Linked DNA regions of Mus musculus: regions 1 and 3 are each linked to region 2. The links are chromatin contacts, called in public HiChIP or PLAC-seq and promoter capture Hi-C maps. All regions are on one chromosome and are shown on one strand. Each heading gives the region's core, a stretch centred on a gene start, on an enhancer-like site or on the middle of the called end of the contact. The rest is flanking DNA. Distances are from core to core; before and after follow the strand shown. Region 1 holds the start of Ccdc22 (coiled-coil domain containing 22). Region 2 holds the start of Rbm3os (RNA binding motif protein 3, opposite strand). Region 3 holds the start of Usp27x (ubiquitin specific peptidase 27, X chromosome).

Region 1 (4,898 bases), core at 551-3,050, 540 kb after region 2:
GAGCCCAGGGTCACTTCAAGGGTCTTCAGGGGTGGATGGCTTCTCTCACCTTTCCCGACTTCAGATTCCGACATCCTCCTCAGGAGATATAAGGACCATCTGCACACAGTCCTCCCTCTCCTCTCCCAGCCTTAGAGAGATTAAGGTCACGGGGCGGGGAAAAATGGTGTCAGTTGGGAGGGTGAACAGGGGGAGCAAATGGGATATTTGTAGGTCTGAGATTGGCAAGGGGAAAGGCACTGGTTAAGTGTATAGTAAATCGATATCTGCACCAAGCAGGCAGAAACCAAAATACGAAAAAAAAAAGGTATAATTTTCCAATAGCATATAACACTTGAGGTACATAGGAAAAACCTAATATATATATATATTTATCTCTAGGAAAAAAGTCAGATAGTAAATATCAAAGGGACATAAAATGGAGAAATATGTAACATTTAGTGATGCTGTAAAGTTCCCCAAAGTGATCTTCTTGGCATTCTGCATTAGCTATACCAAACAAAATCTCAGCATAGTTTTCTTTGGAATTGACAGTCTTTGAGACAAATGACAAAAAATAAAAACAAAAACAAAAACAAAATACCAAAACACCACCACCAACAACAAAAAACCCCAAAACCAAAAAACAAAAAAGCCAAATCCATTTTGAAAAAGAACAAGACAACAAGATGGGAGGGCTTGCCATATATGATATCAAGACTCATTGTAAATCTACAGTAATTAAAAATAGAATACAGTCAGGGGCGGTGGTACAAGCCTTTAATCCTAGCACTTGGGAGAAAGAAATATTATTATTACAATTTTGAGGCCAGCCTGGGCTACATTGCAAGATTTTGTTGTCTGAAAACCAAACCAAAGCAAGACAGGATAGCACAACGAGAGGAGAAAGAGAGAGAGAGAGAGAGAGAGAGAGAGAGAGAGAGAGAGAGAGAGAGAGAGCTTAGTTCAGAAACTGAGTCAAGTATGTGATGTGTATGTGTGATTATGACAAATGTTAGCACTACTGGATAGTAGAGACAAAAGAGGCTGTTCAATAAGGAATGGTTTCATAAGGAGGTGATCTCCTTCTGTAGCCCAATCTACACTTGGGACAGGTGCTGAGATTACAGATGTTTACCACTACGCCTGGTCTAGTAATTCTTTGCTTTTTCCATCTATTTTGTGTGCATGATAGTGGTACTGCTGCACATGTGTAGATGTCAGAGGACATTTTGTAGGAGTCCATTCTCTTTTTATGTCTCTTGGGTCCCAGGGAGGATCGACCTCAGTTTGTTGTGGTTGGTGGTTAAGTAGGTTTACTCGAGCAATGACGTTTGTTTTATTTATTTAAAATCTATTTATGATCCTTTTGTGTGTGCTCACGAGCATAAATGTGTCACAGTGCACACGTGGAATTCAGACTCTTATCAAGTCATTTCCTGCCTTCCACCATGTGGATCTCAGGGAGAGAACTCAGGTTGTGAGGCTATCCTGAGTCACATCCCCAGTCGTAGCAATTATGTCTTAACCCTAGGAAGAAGGTATTATCCAAATTCTCACTTTACAGATGAGGCTAGCAAGACACGGGGGAACAGTCATTTTGTACACGTATAAACTTTTATAGCTTGGAAGATGAACGTGTCTTATAAATGAAAATTTTTCTCTGTCCTGTCTCTCAACTCCCCAGCCCATTTCCTTTTTTTTTCCCTTGGAGGAGACCATGGGACTACAAGTGAAAGAACTACAACTTCCAGGAGCCATTACGTAATTCACACCCCGCCTCCAGCGCCGCTGCCTGCGCAACGCTCACTCCTTAGAACTACATTTCCCAATGTTCCTCGCGCGGCACGTGACTCTCTGTCCTCGCCGCGCCGAGAGCAGCGCGGAGAGCTCCAATTTCTCTGATCTGGTCCTAGACCCAGCCCCGGAGTTAGAATTAACTCCACCATGGAGGAGGCTGACCGAATCCTCATCCATTCCTTGCGCCAGGCGGGCACGTAAGTACGCAACCCCCAGTCGCCTCCAATTGCTCACATCCGGGACTCCAAATCCTAGGACCCCCATTACCCGGGAACCTTAAAATGAAGACCTTGACACCCAAAGGCCCAAACTTACAGGATTCCGAAGCCTCTCCTCCTCCTCCCTGCTTACACTCTAACATCATGACTTTCCTAAATACTTTGATGTGGACATTGGGTAAAACCTCGAGGACTCAGACACCTTACAAACTGAGACCTGCATATGCTGGGATCCTGATATCTAGAGGTTCCAGGACACCCACACCAGGAAACTGATAACACAGGAGTCTGGCACCCAGAGTCTCCAGAATTCCTGAGACTGGCAACTTGATCTTCGAACAATAACTCCTGAAACTCCCAGGACTTATCAAAATACCAGGGCCCTACATTCTGACAGTAGCAGCACTTGGTAACACAGGAACACAAAGGATGCACTATTTGAGGGACCTAAAAGTCCTTGATGCCAAAATTTAGGATGCCCGATTTTTTATTTCTATTTATTGACCCTGACATTTGAGACTTCTGAAAACTCCAGCCTCTTCCTATGTAGCTTTCCCAAACCTCGTAGATCTAGGAGGCCTTGCCATGCAAAGAACAATGTCCTGGTGCCCAGAAATATGGAGACTGTGCCACTTGGACCATTTTCACTTTTGCAGATCCCAGAGGTTGGAAACTTTGAAGTGTAGGGGAGTTTGAGACTTTTCTGAATTCAGGTCACCCTCATTCACCGAGGTCTTAGGACTAAGTAAAGGTCATAGTCACCAGCACCCAGGATCTGTTGAAGCCTTGGTTGTTCCCTGCCCCGACCTGGATTCTAGAGCATTCCCTCTCTAGAAGTCTGTACTTTGTTTCCTAACTACTCAAGCCTGGTGCTTTCCTTTTTAGGGCAGTTCCTCCAGAAGTGCAGACTCTGCGAGCTTTCACCACTGAGCTGGTCGTAGAGGCTGTGGTCCGATGCCTTCGAGTGATTAATCCTGATGTGGGCTCTGGCCTCAGTCACTTGCTACCACCAGCCATGTCTGCCCGCTTCCGCCTGGCCATGAGTCTGGCCCAGGCCTGCATGGTGAGTGCCCTCCTCCCAGTGTGCACACTGTCTTCCTTCCTTTTTCACAAAGTCGCCAAGTTCTTTGACACTTGCCTTCTTCTCTGTCCCTTTGTATAGCTAAAGCTGCTGCCTCTGTAGCCAAACTGTGTGACTAGTTCAGACCCTACCTAGTTCAGTTCACGCTTTCTGTGTGACCCTAACTGTTCTATGCCTTCTCCTTATTTGTGAAATGGAGATGATATAATGAGCTTGTGTGGATTAAATGAGCTGATTCGGTTTGTGCTCAGGCTAATGTTAACAGCCACCTTCTAAGCTTGACATCAAAATCTCACTCCACTGTCACATAGTAGGCCATTTACCTATTTATTAGGGCTGAAGGAAGACCTTGACTGGGTTACATTCTCCTAAATAAAGCTCTGACTAGCTCTGCCCAGACCTCATGGGCATCCTATCGGACCTGCGATTACTTGTTTCATCAATGGGACTGGGGAAGAGGAAGGTCATTGTCTGTTCCATTGTATTGTGCTTCTCATAGTTCCAAAAATGATGCTCTCATGAAGCACCCACCCCTCTTCACTTCAGAGCTGTGCCCATTTACTGTGGTCAAGAGCAGAGAGGTCTACCTTTTCTTGTAGCTCACTGTCTTTGCAGCTTTGAACCTGCCTTTTAACCTTTTTGGTCCTCAGTTTCTCTGTGTTGGCTGTGTGTGAAAGCCAAAGTGAACCAGTGTGTAGCTCAGTTTCAGAGTTTGTACTTCATATGTATGAGGTCTTGGGTTCAAGTCTCCAGCATGCACAAAGCAAAAACTGAGTTGCTATAGGAATAGTTGATCACATACTTTGGCAGCCTGTATCCCAGCAGCCTGTGGCTATGGAGTGATTGTTGATTTTTCCAGAATACTCAATAAATTGCTGTAAGTCTATGGTAGATCTGTAGAGTATCCATCCAGTATACTAAAGGGGACAGGTCATCACAGTTGTTCGCCTTGGACCACTGTTTATGCAGTTTTGGTCTGAGCAGTAACCCTGTTGGCTCTGCCTATCCTGCTCATTACTCTCAGGTTTGCCTAGCTATCAAGAGCTCTCACTTTCTTCTGTCTAGGACTCTAGACATGGTCTAGACCATGGTCCCATGAAACTGTCAGTCCACCCCTGATCTGGGACCATGTTCTGGAAGATGGCCTTCAAAGACGAAAGAAATTATGTCTTCTACTGGGCCTGAAAGGAACTCGGTGGGAAGCACCAAGGTGGTGGGCTGAGGCTTTCTCTGATGTTCCCCTTCTCAGTGCTGTCTGCCTTTTGATCTTGTGGCTCCTGTTGATTTCATTGTGGAGTAGAGAACCTGGTGGTTAAGGGATATATATATCTATATATCTCTATATATGTATATACATATATGTATATATACATACATACATACATATAGATACATACACACATACATACATATATACACATACACACAAATATATATATATGTATGTATATATATATATATATATATATATATATGTATATATATGTATGTATATATATATATCATATGTAATTGTCCAGCTCAGTAGCCATGGTTTGCCAGAACAACCAGAAAGTGTCTCCAATTCAGCACTGTGTGTTCTGGTGTCTTCCTCTGTATATACCTTGCTTCTGGTGTCTATTTCTGTACCTAAGCCACCTCTCTCTTTTTGGCATCTCTTACTATATATAGGTGTCTTAGTATGTGCTCTGTTGCTGTGAAGAGACACTATGACCATGACAACTCTTATAAGAGAAAGCAATTGATTGAGGCTTACTTACAGTTTTAGAGGTCTAGACCATTATCATCGTGGCAAGGAGCATGGCAGTACACAGGCAGAT
Region 2 (4,557 bases), core at 1,026-3,525:
GCCTACACAGTAGTGTAGGTGTGGATCCACTTCTAGGAAGGCCTGTTCCTGTACCTCTTGGCAGTATATCACAGTTCCGTGTCACTTTAGTCCCCTCTTTAGGACTGCTCTTGATAAACCAGCAAACATGTCACAGAAAGCTCAGCCTGCATGAGAGAACAGAAAACCAAAGTGCCTTTCAGCGACCCAGTCACGACACACTCTGACTTGTGCTTCAATTATTTTGCACATTATAATTGCTCCCCTAAGTCCAGTCCATACTCAAGGGGCAAGAGAACTAGGCTCCAATTCTTTTGTCTGGCGTTTTTCTTGGGAGTTTGGCAGATGGGTGTAACTAATTAGGTAGCCCAGGCTGGCCTTAAATGCAAGAACCTACTGCTCCAGGCTCCCCAAGTGCTAGGATTTCTGGTCTAAGTTATCATACCCAACTAAAGTGCCAGATCTTAATGGGAACAGTATCAGTGTGCACATACCTTAAACCCTCACGTAATATGACGTTATTCTCAACTCTACATTAAATGCAATTTCAAAAATCATCCAATTTTTGTTTGCTTATTTGAATACGGGGTCTCACCATAGGCTAGCTAAAGTTAGCCTGGAACTTGTTAAAGCTCCAATTCACAACCCTGCCTCAGTTTTCTGATAGATGGTGATGAGGCATCTGGTTCAATGGCACAGTAAAAGCAGACACAGCTCTCTCTCTTTGTTGGGATATAAGCCAAGGGACTTGCACATACTAGGAAGGCACTCTGCCACTGAGCTGAACCCTATAGAAGGACTGAGGACCTTAAACTAAAAGCAAAAGTATACAGCTAACGTAATAAGCTGCAGAAGAGTATCTTTGGGACCTGGGCAGGGAGGATTTCTTTAAAAGTACAGACACGCTGGTTGTGGTGATGATCCCAGCACTGAAGAGGCTGAGGCAAAAGTTTTATGAGTTCCAGGGTGACCTGAGCATACAGTGAGGGACAGACCACAGGGTGAGAAATATTAGAACAACAAAAAGTATTCAACTAAAGATAACTACTTACAAATTTAATAAAAATCCATGAAAATCACTGAGAAATGTGGGAATAAGCTTACCAGGAATTACAGATGAATGGCATCCAAAGGGTAGCAAATCGATTTGTGGTGGGGTTGGTGGAGGAGTGGGAGGCAGGCCTTTACAATGTTGAACAAATTTATTCTAGGAGTCAACAATGTAGAGTTCCTGGAGGCAAACAAGTTATTAGGCACTGAAGGCTGGGAAAGATCACATCGTCAGGCAGTGGACTTAGACACTACTTGCTATGGATTTCATTATGTACTGCAAAAGTTCATCCTTTCGATCAAGACCCAGTATCCCGAATAGAGAGTAAAATTCGTTTAGTGGATTGAGATTTGCATCCTTTGAAGCTAGGCTACCTGGCTTGCTGAACGCATTATCAGGCGTAAAGAGACTGTCAGATAAGGATGCAAACTTAAGTCAGAGGATGACACCAAGGGAAGGAGTCCGCTAACACACAGCTATATGTTAGGAGGAGGGGCTAAGCATTCGGAAATGTAAGGTTTGACAGGAAGAACTCTGAAGGCCTCGGGGCCTTAAGGGATATGCAGTTAAAGGTCTAAAAAGAAAAGATTGGTTTCTGAGGACGGCAGTTCGCTGGCACCGACCTACTGTCAGTTAGGACTTCCTATGGAAAGGGAGAGATGACGTCAAAAACACTGAAAATGACGTCAGGGAGGAAAAGGCTCTATGGATCCAACCGTTTGAGATGGAAAGGGGGCCAGTCTCTCGGGCAGAAAGGAGATGCTTATAGGAGAACGCACTGAACTCATAAAGCTCCTCTCGATTCCCGGAAGCGGCGAGGCAAATTGCTGCCTCCGCCTTCCTCGTCCTCTTCCCAACCCCCCCCCCCCGCTGGCCTCAACCAATGAGCACGCACGCCAGGGCGCGCTGGGGGACGTTGTGTGACGTCTCGGCTACGCACGCTTTATCAGGCGTCTTCCCGCGCCGCAGTCTCTCTGTTCTCCCGGTTCCTTCGAGCTCGTCGTCTCTGCCGTCCTCTGACTTTTAATTTCCAGGTAAGCGCCTTCGCCTTGCTCAGCGCTCGTTCCCCACCTCACTTCCTTGCCCTCTATGGGCGAGGGACGAGGGCAGGAAGAGTTGTGGCCGCTGATATGTGGGCTTGAGCTTTGAGGAGGGTTAGTCCCAGGCTCGAAGGCAAAAATGTATTCATTGTGAGGCGGGCGTGCTGCATCGGAACGGGAGAAATGCCGGAAGGCACGGGCTCGGGCGGCGGCGGGGACCACGCGCCAACCTGTACCGGCTGTCCCTTCCCACGTGACCGCCGCCATCTTGTTCTGCGGGGAAAGAGGAAATGCAATGCTGCTGTAGGCCTGCGCGACCGTACAAAATGACGGGCGTGGCAGCCTGGGATGTTGTGGGCATGCGCGATAGGAGTCATCAAATGGCGGATGGGCTCACCCAGCCTTGCTGGTTCCCGCCTTTTCTGCTCCCGAGCCTCTTGCCATTTGAATTGTCTCTTTTAACCCATTTTCTGTCTTCGCTGTAATTCTCTGTATCCGGATATTGTACACCTCACTACCTGCCACATTGACTCCCCAATAATTCGTGCACTCCCTTTAGGACTTGCCTTCTGCCATGTCGTCTGAAGAAGGGAAACTCTTCGTAGGAGGGCTCAACTTCAACACCGATGAACAGGCACTTGAAGACCACTTCAGCAGCTTTGGGCCTATCTCTGAGGGTGAGCCATGGACCAGCCCCGGGGTTGAGGGTTGGTGGAGAAGAGCTAGTCTAGAACTAAAACCTGAAATTCTCTTTAACTTCCATGTCTGTACGGTAACGGTTAGGCTGAAATAAATTCAGTTGGATACAGGATTTTTTTTTTTTTAAACAGGAGCGGGGGGGTTGGCGGGGTCCTAATTCTCCCAAGTGCTATTTGATCTGTGGCTGTGCCTGGCTATTACTTTCTACTTAGATGTTAGGGTTCTAACATTTGTCTTTCTGCCCCTCCCCCAGTGGTTGTTGTCAAGGACCGGGAGACTCAAAGATCCCGGGGTTTTGGCTTCATCACCTTCACAAACCCAGAGCATGCCTCAGATGCGATGAGAGCTATGAATGGAGAGGTGAGGCCTCCTGCCTGCACAGGGGCCGTCTCCCTGTCTGCCACTTTCTTCGTTCTTTCTGTTTTCCCTCTATGTCTGCCAGGGGCAGCGTGGCCACTCACAGGAGCATGACTGCCTTCTGTTCTAGGGGGTGGAGGGCAGCGGCAGACAGAGCCGGGCTGCCTGGGAGGCGACGACTGGTCCTGCATGAGGCGGAGAAGCCACCTGTGGATGGTTGACCTGCTCTGGGCTTAGGTAGTAGAGTCTGCAGAGCTGTGGGCCTGGCAGAGGACCGGAGAGGACCTCGTGAGTCTGCTGGGATGGACTCTGAAGCCTCAGACCGAGAGAGGTGTCTAGCCCTAATAGTCGGGCAGCTTAGAGGAGTGGGGAGGATACGTCAGCCTGAGTTCAGTCAAGATGTAAGTAGTAGCAGGGGAGACCGGTGGATTCAGGTCTTTTTGTGGGATTCCATAGCTCCTGGTGAAGCCATTCTGGTCAGCGGAGCTTGGCTTGGACGAGGCACCCAGAATTTGGTGCCCAGCAGGAATTTCTGGGCTCTTGCCTACACCTACCTGCCTGTGCCCATTCTTCCCTCATCCCTACTGTGACTGACAATTCCTTGTGTCTGTCTCCTTCCCATACCTAGTCCCTGGATGGGCGCCAAATCCGAGTTGATCATGCAGGAAAGTCTGCCAGGGGATCCAGAGGGGGTGCCTTTGGTGGGCGTGGTCGCAGTTACTCTAGAGGTAAGTGCAGTCATGGTTTGATTATGAGATTAAGTAGCGCTATTTAATGTTAAGAGCCTATGTCTGAACAGCTACTATTTGAATATTTTTCTGTAGGTGGTGGAGACCAGGGATATGGAAGTGGAAGATATGACAGTCGTCCTGGAGGATATGGATATGGGTATGGGCGGTCTAGAGACTACAGTGGCAGGTGGGTATTGAGAGGTTGGGATAGTCAGGTACCAGTGTTTTTAAATCTAGTTTATGCTGAAAATGGGAATTTTACATAGTGCTCATATTTTATGTATCCTGTTTATTATACATTTTTTAAGAGTATTATGTGGCTTGGATATATCAAAGGTCAATTGCCCGTGCCCACCATGTACCAATCTCAAGAATACAGTCTCCATCACCTGAAAACTGACTAACATTTCTATTGTGAATCTGCTATTATGAAACATGACATGTATAGTTTTTAGTGTTTAATGTCTACAATGTAGAATACATTCTTGTAAAACAATATCGCTTTTTCCCAGAAGCCAGGGTGGCTATGACCGCTACTCAGGAGGAAATTACAGAGACAATTATGACAACTGAGATGGGGCATGCACACAAAATGTAGGTGAGACCTGAAGATTGGCATTGCGTCAACCTGTTATCATCAGACCCTCTTCTCCCTTTTGCTTTTCTTCTCGCCACACTGCCCTTTATCTCTGCTGCCTTG
Region 3 (4,752 bases), core at 1,550-4,049, 770 kb after region 2:
TATGAGTTTTTAAAGCAGATGCTGGTGGCTCTCAACTCACCAACGTATTTAGGATTCACCAGATTTGTGTAACGTACTGACATAACAGTTTTATTTCTGAAGGTTAACACTTGTCAGAAATTACGTTTTTGCAGCCAAGTGACATTTACGATGCAAAACTTTAGATGTCAACCAAAAACTGTGCGAAGGAGACCACATTTTTCAAAATATTTTTAGAGAGCATTTTGATATAAACCAAGTTTTACATAAACACACAAAAATTTACTAGGGATTGTCATTTACTCTTTTGCCACCTTGTGGACAGAACAGTATTTTAACTCCTAGGCTCATGAAGCTGTCTTTCTTAAGGTCTTCTGTAGGTTTATGCAGGTCTTTGTGAGGCAGAGGCGGTGATGTCTGCCCAGGACTAAGTCCAGACTATACAAGCTCTATACCTGTAAAGATTATGGTGACTTGTATCACTGGTGATTAAAGTAAAGGAAGAATACAATGAGGAAATGAATGTAAGAAAATAATCACTAAGTTGCAAAATTTCCAATGAGGGGCAACTTTTTTTTTTTAAAGAAAAGTACTCAACTACTATTTATTCATTCATTCATCCATTCATTCATTTATTTATTTATTTAAATATTTGGTGCTTCTTTTCTGCTAGTTGTCCTAAAGCCACTTCTTTAGCATGTGTGTTCCTTTTAGGAAAGCCAAATCTAATCCTGGGGTGTCTTTGGCTCAGTGCTCTTAATACATAGTACATAGCTCTTAGTGCCTGGCCATAGATGGTGGGGTGAATGATGGCAGAGCCCCCCACTTCCAGAGTTTTCTGGCCTTGGCAGTGCCCAGGTTCCTCTGTGAGCTTCACAGGAAGCTGATGAGTAGTGGGGCAACTGGGTTACATAGCCATTATTCAGCAGCAGGACTCCTAAGCATGGCGATCTTTAGATTTCTTTGTTGGTTGGTAGCCTGTGAGGATAGGATGAACGTTCTCCTTCCTTGCCTTCTTCACTCGTGCTCCATGAGCTCAGTCATTCTTAGCAGCTGCATCATTCCTTTGGTAGCCATACTGGTTGGACTTCCTCTAGTTGCAGGTGACAAAGGGCAGGCATTTGTTGGAAGGACACTTCAAGGAATTGAAAACAGAGCTGACTTAGGGAAGGCAGGCACTAAGGTAGCCTTAGGCTAGCTAGGAACCACACAGCCTCCATAAGGGCTCCAGCTCCCTGACTAATCCCCAAGGAGTATGTCTTTGCTTCCTCTATGAAGCATGACTCAGGTGGAGGCTGATTTCCAATGCTGACCAGGGATGCTTTGTAGACAGCAGAGCCCCCTAGAGTAGGACCATCCATGTGCACCAGGTACAGCCGGCTGTCACACTGAGGCACTGGACTCTTCTTAGCTCACTCTCTCCCCACGTGCTGATCCCTGCCTTTGGCTGCACCCTCCAGAAGCAGCAGTTGCAGCTGCTTCTGACATCCCCACTCTGCCCAAGACCTGAGCTGTTTGTTCTGGACTCATTCTTCCTGGGCTCTATGATGCTGCTTTTCATACAGCAGGCCCCCAGACTCTCTCCTCACTGGCAGCTCCAAAGATACCCGCTTTATTCCTACGTGCTGCCCACCCAAGACTCTGCTAAATCTTATGGGTCTCAGACTTTGTAGTTTGGGTTCCTTGCAGCGTAAGGGAGGTGCAACCTGTAGGAACAGCCTTGCAGTGTCTGGTTTCCCCTGCTGGCCTTGGAGTGACTGTTTCTGCCCACAGGCTGCTCAGTATCTGGAGTGCTGTATCTGGAGGCCAGCTGTCAACCAGTCATCCCACCCAGGGCCTTTGGAGCCTGAGTGGGAGGCAAGGAGCCAGCACAGGATGGGCTGATAAGTTTCTCAAAGAGACATGTCCCTTCAGGTGGAGCGGCCTTGGGAGCACTGTTGTCCCTCTAGATCTGGGGTTCAGGCTGGTCCCCAGTAAAGTTTGAGCTTCATCGTTTCTGGGAGAGCAGGAGTTGGACCTAGAGGGGGAGACTGAGACATGTTGGGGGTACGTTCAGCTGCTGGAGGCAGGTTCAGCCGCTGGAATGATGGATGTCGGAGCTCCCGCCTTTATTCTCAAGTACCAGACTGTGAAGGGATATTTTATGGCCTCAGAAACGTTTCTAGACAAGACAACCCTTCGGGCCCCCCGCCCCACAGGCTAGGGGAAGCTGCACCCTTGAGGGCAGTACTAGAGGGGAGGAGACCGCCTAGGGGGTCAGAGCAGCGATTGGAGCGGAGAGCTGGAAGCGCCTTAAAGAGACTGCGCGGTCCCCGCCCCACTTCCCGCCAGCCTCAATGAATTAGAGCTGTGTTTCCCAAACTTGCCTGATCACTAGCAGTTTCTCCGGCCCTAGTTAGAGATCCAGGTTCCGGAGTACCTCCCTTCAAGAGTCTGATTCAGTAGGCCTGCGGGTGGAGCCGAGGAATCTGTAATTTTAACACGCTCCCCCACGTGATTGTCGTGAACCAGCAAGTTTGGGAAATATTGAATTAAAGGAAACGGGGCCTGGCTGCAGAAGCGGCCTCCGCTAGGGGGCTTCGGCGGGAGCATTCCCGGGGGCGTCGCCTGCTTCCGCTGCCGCCTCCTTCAGTGAAAGTCCCTTTTGGGTCCAGCTGCCACAACCACCGCGCTCCCTCAGTCCGGACGGGGACACCCCAGGTCTGCGTGGCCCCCGCGCCACCACGCCCAGTGGCCGCCCGAGCCCCACGAGCAGGGGGAGGAGTCGCAGCCAGTGGAGGCGGAGGAGGCTGGAGGAGGCGGAGACGGCGGAGACGGGAGAGAAGGCATAGAGGAAGGTGGAGGCGGAGAAGGTGGAGGGGAAGGTGGAGGCGGCCGGGAAGGTGGACGCCACCGGGAAGGTGGAGACAGCAGGGAAGGTGGACGCCACCGGGAAGGTGGAGATCGCGGAGGGTCCGGGCCGCGGGGCTGAGCTCAAGCTGGAGCTGGAGCAGGAGCCCGAGCCGGAGCCCGAGCCGGAGCCCGAGCGGGAGCCCGAGCGGGAGCCCGAGCCGGAGCCGGAGCGGGAGCCCGAGCCGGAGCCCCAGCCAGAGCCCGAGCCGGAGCCCGAGCCCGAGCCCCAGCCGGAGCCGGAACCCGAACAGAAGCCGGAGCCCGAGCCGGAGCCCGAACCCGAGCCCTTACAGGAGCCTGAGCCTGAGCCTGAGCCTGAGCCTGAGCCTGAGCCTGAGAGGCAGCCCGAGAAGGAGCCGAAGGATGAGAACCCAGCGCAGAGCGGTGTTGGCGGCAGCGGCGACGAGGTTCCTCCCCCCACCCTTCCCTCCGACCCTCCGCGGCCCCCTGATCCCTCTCCGCGTCGCAGTCGTGCCCCGCGCCGCCGACCCCGGCCCCGGCCCCAGACTAGGCTTCGTACCCCGCCGCAGCCTAGGCCACGGCCCCCACCCCGGCCCCGGCCCCGGCGTGGTCCTGGGGGCGGATGCCTGGATGTGGATTTTGCTGTGGGGCCACCAGGTTGTTCCCACGTGAACAGCTTTAAGGTGGGAGAGAACTGGAGGCAGGAATTGCGGGTTATCTACCAGTGCTTCGTGTGGTGTGGAACCCCAGAGACCAGGAAAAGCAAGGCAAAGTCGTGCGTCTGCCATGTGTGTGGCACCCATTTAAACAGACTCCACTCTTGCCTTTCCTGCGTCTTCTTTGGCTGCTTCACAGAGAAACACATCCACGAGCACGCTGAGACAAAACAGCACAACTTAGCGGTAGATCTTTATTATGGAGGCATATACTGCTTCATGTGTAAAGACTATGTGTATGACATAGACATTGAGCAAATTGCCAAAGAAGAGCAAGGAGAAGCCTTGAAATTACAAGCGTCCACCTCGACAGAGGTTTCTCAGCAACAGTGTTCAGTGCCGGGACTTGGGGAGAAATATCCCACCTGGGAAACGACCAAACCTGAACTAGAACTTCTGGGGCACAACCCACGGAGAAGAAGGATCGCCTCCAGCTTTACCATCGGCTTACGAGGACTAATTAATCTTGGCAACACGTGTTTTATGAACTGCATTGTCCAGGCCTTGACCCACACTCCAATACTGAGAGATTTCTTTCTCTCTGACAGGCACCGGTGTGAAATGCCCAGCCCTGAGTTGTGTCTGGTCTGTGAGATGTCGTCGCTCTTTCGGGAGCTGTATTCTGGAAACCCATCTCCTCATGTGCCCTATAAGTTACTGCACCTGGTGTGGATACACGCTCGTCATCTAGCAGGGTACAGGCAGCAGGATGCCCACGAGTTCCTCATCGCTGCGCTAGATGTCCTGCATAGGCACTGCAAAGGTGACGATGTTGGCAAGGTGGCCAGCAACCCCAACCACTGTAACTGCATCATAGACCAAATCTTCACAGGTGGCCTGCAGTCCGATGTCACCTGTCAAGCCTGCCATGGTGTCTCCACCACTATAGACCCATGCTGGGACATTAGTCTGGACTTGCCTGGCTCTTGCACATCCTTCTGGCCCATGAGCCCTGGGAGGGAGAGCAGTTTGAATGGCGAAAGCCACATCCCAGGCATCACCACTCTCACGGACTGCTTGCGAAGGTTTACAAGGCCAGAGCACTTAGGAAGTAGTGCCAAAATCAAGTGTGGTAGTTGCCAAAGCTACCAAGAATCTACCAAACAGCTCACTATGAAGAAGTTACCAGTAGTTGCCTGCTTTCATTTCAAACGGTTTGAACACTCAGCGAAACAGAGGCGCAAGATCACTACGTACATTTCCT

Evidence for each region. Promoter capture Hi-C pulls out the DNA fragments that hold promoters and counts their contacts. HiChIP or PLAC-seq counts read pairs in DNA pulled down with a chosen protein or histone mark.
Region 1: a contact with region 2 is called in a promoter capture Hi-C map of erythroid cells, with 16 times the contacts expected there. The contact joins the promoter of Ccdc22 here to the promoter of Rbm3os in region 2. A contact is called at or near these places in 4 of 39 promoter capture datasets (cranial neural crest, erythroid cells, liver and 1 more), 1 of 115 datasets of contacts at active chromatin or transcription factors (memory CD8 T cells) and 1 of 9 other capture datasets (liver).
Region 3: a contact with region 2 is called in an H3K27ac HiChIP or PLAC-seq map of extraembryonic endoderm stem cells, with 4 times the contacts expected there. The contact joins the promoter of Usp27x here to the promoter of Rbm3os in region 2. A contact is called at or near these places in 4 of 39 promoter capture datasets (cranial neural crest, hippocampal neurons, liver and 1 more) and 1 of 115 datasets of contacts at active chromatin or transcription factors (extraembryonic endoderm stem cells).

Annotation. Positions count from the first base shown.
Region 1 is chrX:7,602,322-7,607,219 of GRCm38.p6, reverse strand. Ccdc22 (coiled-coil domain containing 22) reads left to right here and starts at 1,800. Exons shown (of 17, transcript NM_138603.3): 1 at 1,800-1,976; 2 at 2,883-3,060. The coding sequence starts at 1,927. It overlaps Cacna1f (calcium channel, voltage-dependent, alpha 1F subunit), which reads right to left and starts at 117. Exons shown (of 48, transcript NM_019582.2): 1 at 50-117. The coding sequence starts at 74.
Region 2 is chrX:8,143,145-8,147,701 of GRCm38.p6, reverse strand. It overlaps Rbm3os (RNA binding motif protein 3, opposite strand), which reads right to left and starts at 2,275. Exons shown (of 3, transcript NR_033561.1): 1 at 1,971-2,275; 2 at 1,084-1,210; 3 at 1-146. Rbm3 (RNA binding motif (RNP1, RRM) protein 3) reads left to right here and starts at 1,822. Exons shown (of 7, transcript NM_001166410.2): 1 at 1,822-2,064; 2 at 2,630-2,747; 3 at 3,023-3,129; 4 at 3,755-3,854; 5 at 3,951-4,044; 6 at 4,373-4,451. The coding sequence starts at 2,645. The coding sequence ends at 4,430.
Region 3 is chrX:7,373,877-7,378,628 of GRCm38.p6, reverse strand. It overlaps Usp27x (ubiquitin specific peptidase 27, X chromosome), which reads left to right and starts at 2,799. Exons shown (of 1, transcript NM_019461.4): 1 at 2,799-4,752. The coding sequence starts at 3,768. It overlaps Gm14379 (predicted gene 14379), which reads right to left and starts at 2,704. Exons shown (of 2, transcript NR_026741.1): 1 at 2,346-2,704; 2 at 587-2,105.